2 separate regions of the Oryzias latipes genome follow, and region 1 is linked to region 2. The links are chromatin contacts, called in public Hi-C maps. All regions are on one chromosome and are shown on one strand. The core of a region is the stretch at or near the end of the contact, and the rest is flanking DNA. Distances in the headings are between cores, read along the strand shown. Region 1 overlaps lrmda (leucine-rich melanocyte differentiation-associated protein). Region 2 holds the start of LOC101174213 (zinc finger protein 503).

What was found. A called contact is a pair of places that touch in the nucleus more often than the background predicts.
Region 1: a Hi-C map of gastrula embryo shows a contact between it and region 2, with 1.5 times the contacts expected there. The contact joins the enhancer-like site here to the promoter of LOC101174213 in region 2. A contact is called at or near these places in 2 of 5 Hi-C or Micro-C datasets (fibroblasts and gastrula embryo).

The regions. Positions count from the first base shown.
Region 1 is chr15:20,912,535-20,917,713 of ASM223467v1, reverse strand. The region is part of intron 2 of lrmda (leucine-rich melanocyte differentiation-associated protein); the gene reads right to left. Among protein-coding and RNA genes, the nearest start is that of lrmda, 110 kb to the right of the region's middle. Within about 2 kb of position 3,828, at least 1 of the 8 cell types and tissues checked has an H3K27ac peak or open chromatin away from gene starts, as enhancers often do.
Region 2 is chr15:20,798,594-20,803,630 of ASM223467v1, reverse strand. LOC101174213 (zinc finger protein 503) reads left to right here and starts at 1,868. Exons shown (of 2, transcript XM_004077102.4): 1 at 1,868-2,491; 2 at 2,820-4,765. The coding sequence starts at 2,237. The coding sequence ends at 4,250.

The sequences.
Region 1 (5,179 bases), core at 2,579-5,078, 110 kb before region 2:
ATTAATTTTAAGTACACCTTAATGTTAAATATCCTGGAAACACTAAATTTCATGGTAGGTGATGCTCAGAGCCGCATAAGCATATATCAGCTTCTTGTGCTACTGTGAAAGATTCCTTTTTTTAATACTTTAATTTAATAAGAAGGAGCTCATAACTGCTTCATCTCAGCTGTTAATTGCTCATCCTTTATGCTGAGGAATGATCTTGGGACACTATTTAATGCATCGAAAGTTTGAGTAATTTAATTTTATTGTTTTTATTGCCTAATCATGTCCAAGACCACAAACCTTCATGGAGAGAAACCTGGAAAAGCTATCCAATAATGTCATTTCAAAAAAATATTGCGATATCAGATTTGATTATTTTTAAAGACCCATAAGAAAATAGGCACTTACAAAATAAAAGCTGTTATTTTGGCAGTCATTTTGGTGATAAACATATAGAAAAAAAACTGTTTTTCCTCTAGTCTGAATAAGAAAAGAGCTTCAAACCCAGACAAGAATACTCATCAAAATAAATCACTATCCAGGCAATAAACATGTAAAACGTGATAGATATGTGCTTGCCTTTTTCTCTTTTTCAATAACAGCTGCTGTAAAGGCCTGCTGAGCACAAGCGGCTATAAAAGTATGTAAAATAAATTAGGAGAGCATAATGAGAGGCTCCAGCAATTCCACCATAAATATAACATAACGACCACAACTAAAATGTCAGGGAATCCAATAAATCAATTTCTCGGGGACAGGTCGGCCTTTATGTGTAGAACACAGTCATATTTATTTCACTATTTCTTTTTTTGTTTTTTTGGCCGATGGATCTCATTTTTTGGAGAGCAGGCACCTAGGAGAGAGGGTGCAGCTCAACATGGGTCCCTCTCACACAAGAAGGGTTTAATATGTGCTCTGTGTGATTCATCACTGTGACATGGACACCTGAGGCCTGGGCCTGCTCCATTTCTACAGCCTAAATGGTTTCTTGGGGAATTTTCTTGCACACTAGCACACACCGTTGCCACACATGGGCTGAGAGAGACAAAAAAAAGGGGGGGGGGGACAGAGATGGGTAATAGACTGACAGAGAAGGCATCCTTAAAACAAAAATGTTTAGTCCTGATCATGTTATATATACTCGGTTCGAAGTCGCCACTAGAAAAAGTAAATTACTTGTGATGGAAGAGGCGACAAAGAAAATACCAAGGAGAATGATATAATTGGGTTTATGGTGCTGCGTTTAGGTAAACGGAACAAAAAGAAAGGTTTTCCAACATTTGAGAAAGATGTACACCTTCATTAAGTATCTTTATATTAAAAAAAGTATTTTTATTCTGTTAAAATGTTGTTTTTTTTCAATCCACAATAACATGCCACAGTTTGTTCAAAGTAATGCAAGATTTTCACCATAACGAAAAAAAAAAAAAAAAAACGCCATAAATTTGCAGAATTTAAGTCACAAAGATATTTATGTCGATGTTTTTGGATGGAAATTTTTGTGAAAAATTAAAAATTGAAAAGAAACAAAAAAGCTAAAAACTGTAACTGTATCTAAAACAAAAAGGTCAAATTAAAAATCCTGAAAAGAATTGTACATCTGAAGATGTTATCATGGATTCAAAAAGATTGAAACATTGAACATTTATGCTTCTTGGATCCCGACATTCTCTCAGAATCAGGATTACTTTATATTCCATTTTGAAAAATGCATCCTTCGAAAATATGAATTCTTCAAAATCCGACATGATTTCTGCCTTGGTTCTCTTAGAAACCCTAAATATGACATAAAAAGCATAGTGTTTGATTGTTGAAAATGTTACTGAAGTGTCACAAAAAAAATCAAAAATAAATACAAAAAATTTCACATGTATGTGAACGAGAAAACCTGTTGGAAAAATGATAAATGGAAACATATTTTAGACAGAATTCAACCTGACAACATTTTTTTTCCTTCTGTTATCATATCAGTTACTATAGCTATACATCATTTAATAAGGGTTGTCTTAGGAGTAGAGTGACGACGTGTAGATTCCAAGTATGGTTTATGCACTGCAACCTTAAACCATGTTTTTAATTATTTTCTTAAACTCTGTCCATCAACTCTCCTCTCCAGAGGTGGCTTGTTTAAGAAACAATTAGGGGGTATACAAAGCCATTTGCAGGCAGCAGGCCTTTCTGGGCAGGCCGGTCGACTGGAGTACCTTTCACAACTGATTTATAACAATTTCGGCGCAGCAAGCCAACATAATTAATAGGAGCATGGACTTCTAATTCCAATGACTTCTACACCAAGTGGTTCCATCTGATTTATGATGGTTGGCAATTCTGCATTTTATCAGTTCATTTGGTCATTATTTATGTTGATGACCAATTTCAATGGGTCACAACCATCTAACTTGCTACTAATCAAAGAGAATTAGGGTTCAGTACATTATTTAGAAAGTGCTAATTTATCTCTAAAAGAAGAGGGGGGTGAGATGCAAAGCAGTTCACCACAGTGTTTTCAGAAACGCTTTCACTGAATGTTGCCCTGTAACTGAATGAGCTCTGTAAATGGGACTGAAGTCCAGAACTGCTTGTTAGGCATTTACTGGAACAACACAAAAGTGTCTGAATCAACAGAGTGCACATTCATTCTGAGTTTGTGGCACTTGGCTGAGGTGCTGTGGAACTTTTAGAGTGAATCCAACACATGTGGGGTTTGAAACAGTACACAAAGTTCAGTAAACGACTGTTTCTGCATAATGCAACATTAGCACGGCCTAGAAAAAACGATGGTCCATGAACAGAACTTGTCAAGTTTTTTTTGTCAATTGAAATACACACGGAGAAATCTTTTATGTTGCAGTTTAGAAAAGTGGACCTCTTCTGCAGACACAGCAATTGCAATTCAAAGGTGACATATTGCCAATTTATCAATAATGAATATTAATCAGGCTCAATTTGGAGAATCGGAGGGCATCATGTTGACCAGCCTCAGCCTGGAGGCATACATGGACATATCAAAGCGAGAAATCTCAGAGGGTGTCAAGAGAAATCTGTGCTCATCATAGCAACACACACACACACATGCACAGATCAGAATGCAAGGACAAGATGATGCACAGCATTCCTGATAACTGTCTGCTGGCTGGCAAATTAGATACACTTAAGAGAAGCTCATGTAGAATTCTCCGTGTTTTCAAAGCCTGTTAACATAATTAAGTTAGAAAGATTTTACAATGTAATTTAAAACAAGCTCCATTGTTCTGGATTAAGAACAATCAGTTACTCAAACGTGCACACCATGACCACACTGACATTCATTATTTAGGCTAATTGTTCTTTTCTGTAGTTAAATAAATGAGATTTTTAAAATACACTGTGGTTTGACAGCCGGTTTGATTGGGGAATGGCAGTTAACACCACACTACAGTTCACCAAAGTGCACATTTCCCTATGAAATCCTAAAGGCAATGATTCTACAAATCCCTTTGAAACAAACACACAACCAAGTCAATTTACTGTACAGAAAATGAAAAATGCACTCTTCAAGCATTTGACAACAGGTCCAATTCAAATGATCAGACTCCATTTGTTAGCCTACACCTGATTCCCTGAGTGATAAATTGCATTTAGCGAACCACAGGCAGCTAAGCAATCTTGACATGTTTTTATTGATTTGCATGAGCTATGTGCATGTAATCCGGTTGGTAGGTAAATCATGGCACGGGCAAATCTGAGTCACCATGGGTTTCGTAGGTGGGGAGAAAATTGGAGACTTCACATGGGAGGAGGAATAGAGCTGGGAAAGGGTGGGAAAGAAATGTGGCCGCCCCCTTTGAAATCTTGGGACCTCTATTAAGATTTATAGGTGTTGGGATTATATGGACCTGAAGCATTATTCATGGTAAAGCTTCTGTGTCTGGGCCCGTTTAATAGATGAGACAGGGTTGACAAAGATGGAACCCCTCTACAACACAGCCAAGCAGCTAAAACATGGGGCTCAGTCACCTGACGTGTAATCAGCTGCATCTAATCAGCACAAAACATTGATTATTGGCATTATTACATTGATTTATTTTTATTGGCTTTGATTTCATACAAACAATTTTTCCATTATTCCCAAATGTATTTAGTCTGTTAAAGTAATTGGGGTCAACTAAATTGCCCAAGTGGAATATAATAAATATTTGTAGTAAGTTTTTTTTCATAAAAAACACGCAAAACACAAATTTACACAAGAAAAAACACAAAAGAACAATATTCTGCTTAGTAAATGCTGAACACACACAACCCAACTCACAGAGTAACTAAAAATGACACCGAGCCAAACAGATCACTCTGAATCTTTGTTTAAAAAGCCATGGCAATATTCAGTTTATTCAGCAATTTCCTGAGAGTCTCACCATACTTTATTTGCTCTTATTAGATGAAAACACAAGGATCACCTTCAACTTTATTAATGATGGTACTCTAGATGAAAGATGCTGGTGAAAATCTGCAGCATCTGTTTTCTGCATTCACTTCTCAGCGGGTTCCACCTATTCCTCATGCCTAATGATGCTGATCCTCTCGGCAACTTTTATGGACAAATGTGTATTTGGCCACATTCATCATCCTGAATGAGTGTTCCTGATGAGCCATCCCCCTGGCCTGTTTCACTCTTTCTACCGAGTGTTAACAAATGACAAATCCCGCCACGTGTTTTCCATTTGGGATATCCATTGGAGCGCAGGGGGAAAAGGGGTCGAGACTCTCTGAGGGGCTAAAAGATGGGCAGATTCAAGAGGAACGACTCAACGATGACTACTCGTGAAAGGAAATAGCCATCCGTGTGCGATAAACTAACCATAGTGGCAATGAAAATACATTAATAATATGATGCTGTCAAGAAACAGCTGCTGAGCTGATTTGTGTCAACAGTTTAAAACCAATTTCTTTAGGAGTGACATGAGAACATACTTTTACTGTAGTGGAGGAGAAACCCTAAAGGTTAGAGACTGTTTCCTTGCAGAACCACATAAAAGAAAAAACGGCAAGAGAATATGGACATGGTCAAGATTTTGAATTTGTATGAACAAGATTGGGGTTATTTCAAGTTCTTAGTTGCAGTGTTAAAAAAATCCTATTTCTTTTGATGTGCAGCTGGACAAGAGTCCAAAAACAGCTGCTTCTCTTAGAACGTAGGAATCCAAGTGTTCTTTAT
Region 2 (5,037 bases), core at 619-3,118:
GTATGGCTCTTTCGAAATTACATTTCAAAATATGTGGCGTTTATGGCTCTCTTGGCCAAAAAGGTTCCCGACCCCTGCTCTAGCATGTGTTATCCCTTTTTTACCACACACAATTGATTTTATTTCCACATCTCCGTCTAATTAATTCAAAACTTTATTTAAAAATAAATGAAACATTTTTGTCTCCTGTTGACTGTCTATTCCAGGGTTTCTTGCTCTCCTAGTTGACCTGTCAAGCAGATTACCACAGAAAGAGATTAATGGCATAGGCGGGTTGCAGTAATAATCGTTTTGTTTGATGTGACAACTTTGATAGGCGTTGATTTACTTACAAACTGATAGGCTTTTAATTAAGCGCCTCCATCCTCGATTGAGATGAAAGGGGAGGGGGGGGGGGTAAAAAACACAGTGAAAAGCTGCCCGATTGCCTCGGAGCCTCAATACTGATTAGCCATCTCAGCGGTGAATAGTTCAAGGCATTTGAAACTTCTCCTCTCAGCGGCCTGACAGACCATTTCTCTTCCTTTTCTTTGCCCTACTCCCATTCTCCCCACTGAAAGAAACTAAATCATTTTCATTATATGTAAATAAAATCGAGCTGACATCACTGTGCAGTGTCTGGATTTCTTGTTTCTACCCCCCCCCCCCCCCCCATCCGCCCTCTTTAGCTCCCTGTCTTTGTTATTGCCGTTGCAGATGACAGTGCGCCCGAGGCATTTGACAGGTTTTTAACAACACAATGGTAGATGCGCGTTACTTGGCACAAATGGACAAAGTTCTAAAAAAAAAGGCAAATATTCGCACCACTTTTTAAGGAAAAGCAAAATAATATAATATATAATAATGTTAGTTTTTTCTAAGTATTTTAAAACTATTCGTCTTTTAGGGCTTTAGGAATCTCCCCTCCCTCCCCATAAGGCGGAATGTTAACGCCACAATCGGCCGATAACAGCAAAAGCACTTCAAAACATTAACAGCTTTTCTGCAGAGTTTGAGCTAGTCTGCAAGTTATTTAACTTTCACTGTGCAGATATGCCTCCTCCAAGGAAGAACTCTGAAAGTTGTGCTCCTTAAAGTTCAGTCCTATTTTTCCCACTTGTTTCAAACAGTCATTTGGCGCAAAAAATATAATACAACCTTAACATCAAGTTATTGTCTTGTTTTTGTCTATTGCCTCTCCTCCCATTTACTCCTCTCCTGCAGTCACACTGGCATGTAATCAGCCACAATAGCCGACATAAATCAAGGGGTGGATTGACAGCGCCTGACAAATAACTGATTGATTGCGGTGGAGCAGAATTGACACTTGACGGAGGGGTTGAGATAGAAATAGAAGGGCGGTGTATATTATACTGAAAACATGTGACGTTCACATCCCTCCATTACTACATTGGTCTATTCCTGTCAACGCTTGTCTGTTTAGGGAATTCAAGCTGAAGTGGTTGGTTTTATGTTTGCAGGTTACGGCTCCATGGTGGAGCTGGTTTACGCACACTAGAGCGCACCTAGGGCGCAGGAATAAAACGCACCATCTATGCCAGCCAAGTGCATTCAAACACAACTACATTTAATAGAAATATCCCCCCAAAAACAGGATTTAATGATAGATTTTTGGATGCACCAAACAGCCAAAACTCATCAAAATAAACTTGAAAAGACAAATGTATGTATGCTGTCTAACTTTAATTTCACATTTCCTTTGTAAAAGCAAAATAATAACTCCTTATAGAGACGGTTTTTGTCGCACTGCATCCGCAAAAGCGCCGGCGTTCACTGCAAACAACACATTTTCCCCCCTCCCATATCTCCTCCCCCCGAGCTGTCAAAATAGAGGCGCTTACAAAGCGGAGAACGTCACATCCCCTTGACCCTCCAATCACCTCAGGGTCCCATTTGATTGGAAGGCGGCAAAGGCTTTAATCTCTGACTAATTCAGCTGCTTTTGAAGTGAAAATTTCTACCAGTTCGTACTTCGGGACTACAGAGGGAGGACCTGCAGTCAGGCGCACACACGGCGCAGCGCTCATGGTGCCAGACGCAGACGCAGATCTGCGATAACCTCGCACCGTCTCCTTCCAGCTGCCGCGCCTTGCTCCTCTCTCCAGTCGGGATTATTACAGCATTTTGCCTTTATTTTGAAACATTTCCTTCCTGCCAGAGAGGCTCGATTACATCTCCTGATTTTCTTAATGAAACTGGCGAAAGCATCACCATCTCATTTCCTGACAATTGGGACATGATCACGTCGCCCTCGGCGTCTGCCCTGAAAAATAGTGAAATTTGTGCAGCGTGGGAACGCAGCAGTCCTCGGAATAGCAGTTCGGCGAGCATCAACAAGCCTTTTCTCCACTCCGCACCTCCTTCTGATCCACTACGACAAGCAAGGCGACTTCACATCAAGGTTTTAAAAATGCTTACTGCACGGTCAGGACACATTTTGCACCCGGAATATCTGCAGCCCTTGCCTTCTACCCCAGTTAGCCCCATCGAGGTATGGAAAACTCCTTTTTTTATCTGAAATATTTTGGGTGTTGGTGTGTTTGCGTTACGTGTGGAAAGGTTTCGGGAGTTTCCCTTCCCCTTTCTTCCTGCGATTTCGTCTAATTCCGGGGGTTAGAATATGTTTGAGCTTGCTGAAATGTCTGCATCTTGTTTTTAAGGTTTTAACGATGCGATACTTAGTTTTACTCCCTTAGGATCGGTGCGTAAAAAAGGGTTTTTCATGCACGTCTTACGATGCGCGTTTCAGATTTGCACTACTAAAATGTATTTAATGTTTTTTTTAAATAAATTTTTGCTTTTTGCTGTGTTTTGTGCAGTTGGACGCCAAGAAAAGTCCGTTGGCTCTGCTGGCGCAGACCTGCTCTCAAATCGGCAAACCGGACCCGCCACCCTCTTCCAAATTATCCTCCGCTACACAAAATGGATCTAGTGAGAAGGAATCTAAATCCGGCCCTTTGAAACTTAGCGACATCGGCGTGGATGACAAGTCCAGCTTCAAACCTTACTCCAAACCGGCAGATAAGAAGGACTCGTCTTCGGGCGTCTCAGGCGGAGAGAAGTCTGGTTTCCGAGTGCCGAGCGCCACCTGCCAGCCGTTCACGCCGCGGACAGGCAGCCCCAACTCCAGCACCTCTGCGTCTCCCATGCCATCAGAGGGGAAGTGCGGAGACAGGGATGAAAAGAAAGATTCTGACTGTAGTAAAAACAGCTCCGCGGACGGACCTGGCACCACGAGCCACAGCAGGATAAGCGTGAGCTGTGGTGGAATTAACGTGGAGGTCAACCAGCACCAGGAGGCGACCCCTGGCTCTAAAACCACCTCTTCCTCGGAGTCTTCCTCCGTAACTTCTGTATCCTCTGCGTCCGTTCTTGGCTCAGGACTTGTGGCGCCAGTTTCTCCTTATAAACCAGGACAAACCGTTTTTCCTTTGCCTCCAGCTGGTATGACCTATCCGGGCAGCTTGGCGGGGGCCTATGCTGGTTATCCTCAACACTTCCTGCCCCACGGAGGCAGCTTGGTCAATGCACAGTTGGCTAGCTCCCTGGGCTGCAGTAAAGCTGGCTCCAGCCCGTTGGCCGGAGCCTCCCCGCCGTCCATTATGTCAGCCAGCCTGTGCAGAGACCCCTACTGCCTCAGTTACCACTGTGCCAGTCACTTAGCGGGCGCAACTGGCGCGTCTTGCACGCACGACTCAGCAGCTGCGGCTGCCGCAAACGCTCTGAAATCCAGCTACCCACTAATGTACCCGACCCACCCCATCCACGGGGTCCACTCCTCGGCGCCATCATTTAGCGGACACCCCCTGTACCCCTACGGCTTTATGCTCCCCAACGACCCTCTCCCCCACGTTTGTAACTGGGTGTCTGCGAACGGACCGTGCGACAAGCGCTTCTCCTCTTCGGAAGAGCTCCTGAATCACCTGAGGACACACACTGCTTTTACTGGCGCGGAGAAGTTGATATCCGGTTATCCCGGGTCTTCATCACTGGCCAGCGCCGCTGCGGCGGCCATGGCCTGTCACATGCACATGCCACCGTCAGGAGCCCCAGGGAGCCCCGGGACTTTGGCTCTCAGGAGCCCGCATCACGCGTTAGGACTCAGCAGCCGCTATCACCCCTACTCCAAAAGTCCCCTGCCAACTCCCGGTGCGCCTGTTCCAGTCCCCGCAGCCACCGGCCCATACTACTCCCCTTACGCACTGTACGGCCAGAGACTCACCACAGCGTCTGCGCTGGGATACCAGTGAGGAGGGAAAAGACTTTGAAAAGTTTATAATATCAAGAATGCAAATATTAAATTAAAAAAAGAAAAACAGCAACTAAAACTTTTACTTTAACTGCGCTAAACTTTCTAAGCAGGATCCGTGGTCTTCAACTGTATTTATTTATATGTCGGCTTAAAAGCAGGCGGTAACAGCTGCATATGGAAAATATTTGAGCAACTCAAAAAGTGCATTTTGTTGAAACCGAACGGAGAGGAAAAAGTGGAAGAAAAAAATCACGCATATGTTAGAATACTGATTAACGTAGGGGTCATCATTTCATGTTGATTTGAAACTGCTATGATTGTATTTGTTATTATTTAAATGTCCCATTGAGAGGAACAAAAATAATTTACATGCATGTTTGTTTCTTAAATTGAAAAAAAAATCGTTCACATTTTAAATTGCCGTTATTTTTCAGGTGTACCTGATAAAAAGAGAATTGATATTTTTTTGTATGTATTCTGGGAAAAAAATAAGAAGCAATTCTGTTCCAAAAATTCCGTGTGACTCATTTTGTTTTCCTGAAACATAAAAGTCAAAACCTATTTTTATTTACTTGTTGGAGTATTGCCTTTTAAAATTTCTGCATTTTTCGTGTTTTTACATGCAAACAAAGTTTGTACAAACTTTAAAAGCAATTTGATTTGTGTGGACATGAAAATCGCCTGTAACCCCATTTAGATAACACACGTGCGTAATTTATTTCCATGACGCACAAATGACCTTTAGATTGCTGCAGATTAGATTTTATAATTTTTAAGAAGGCTCC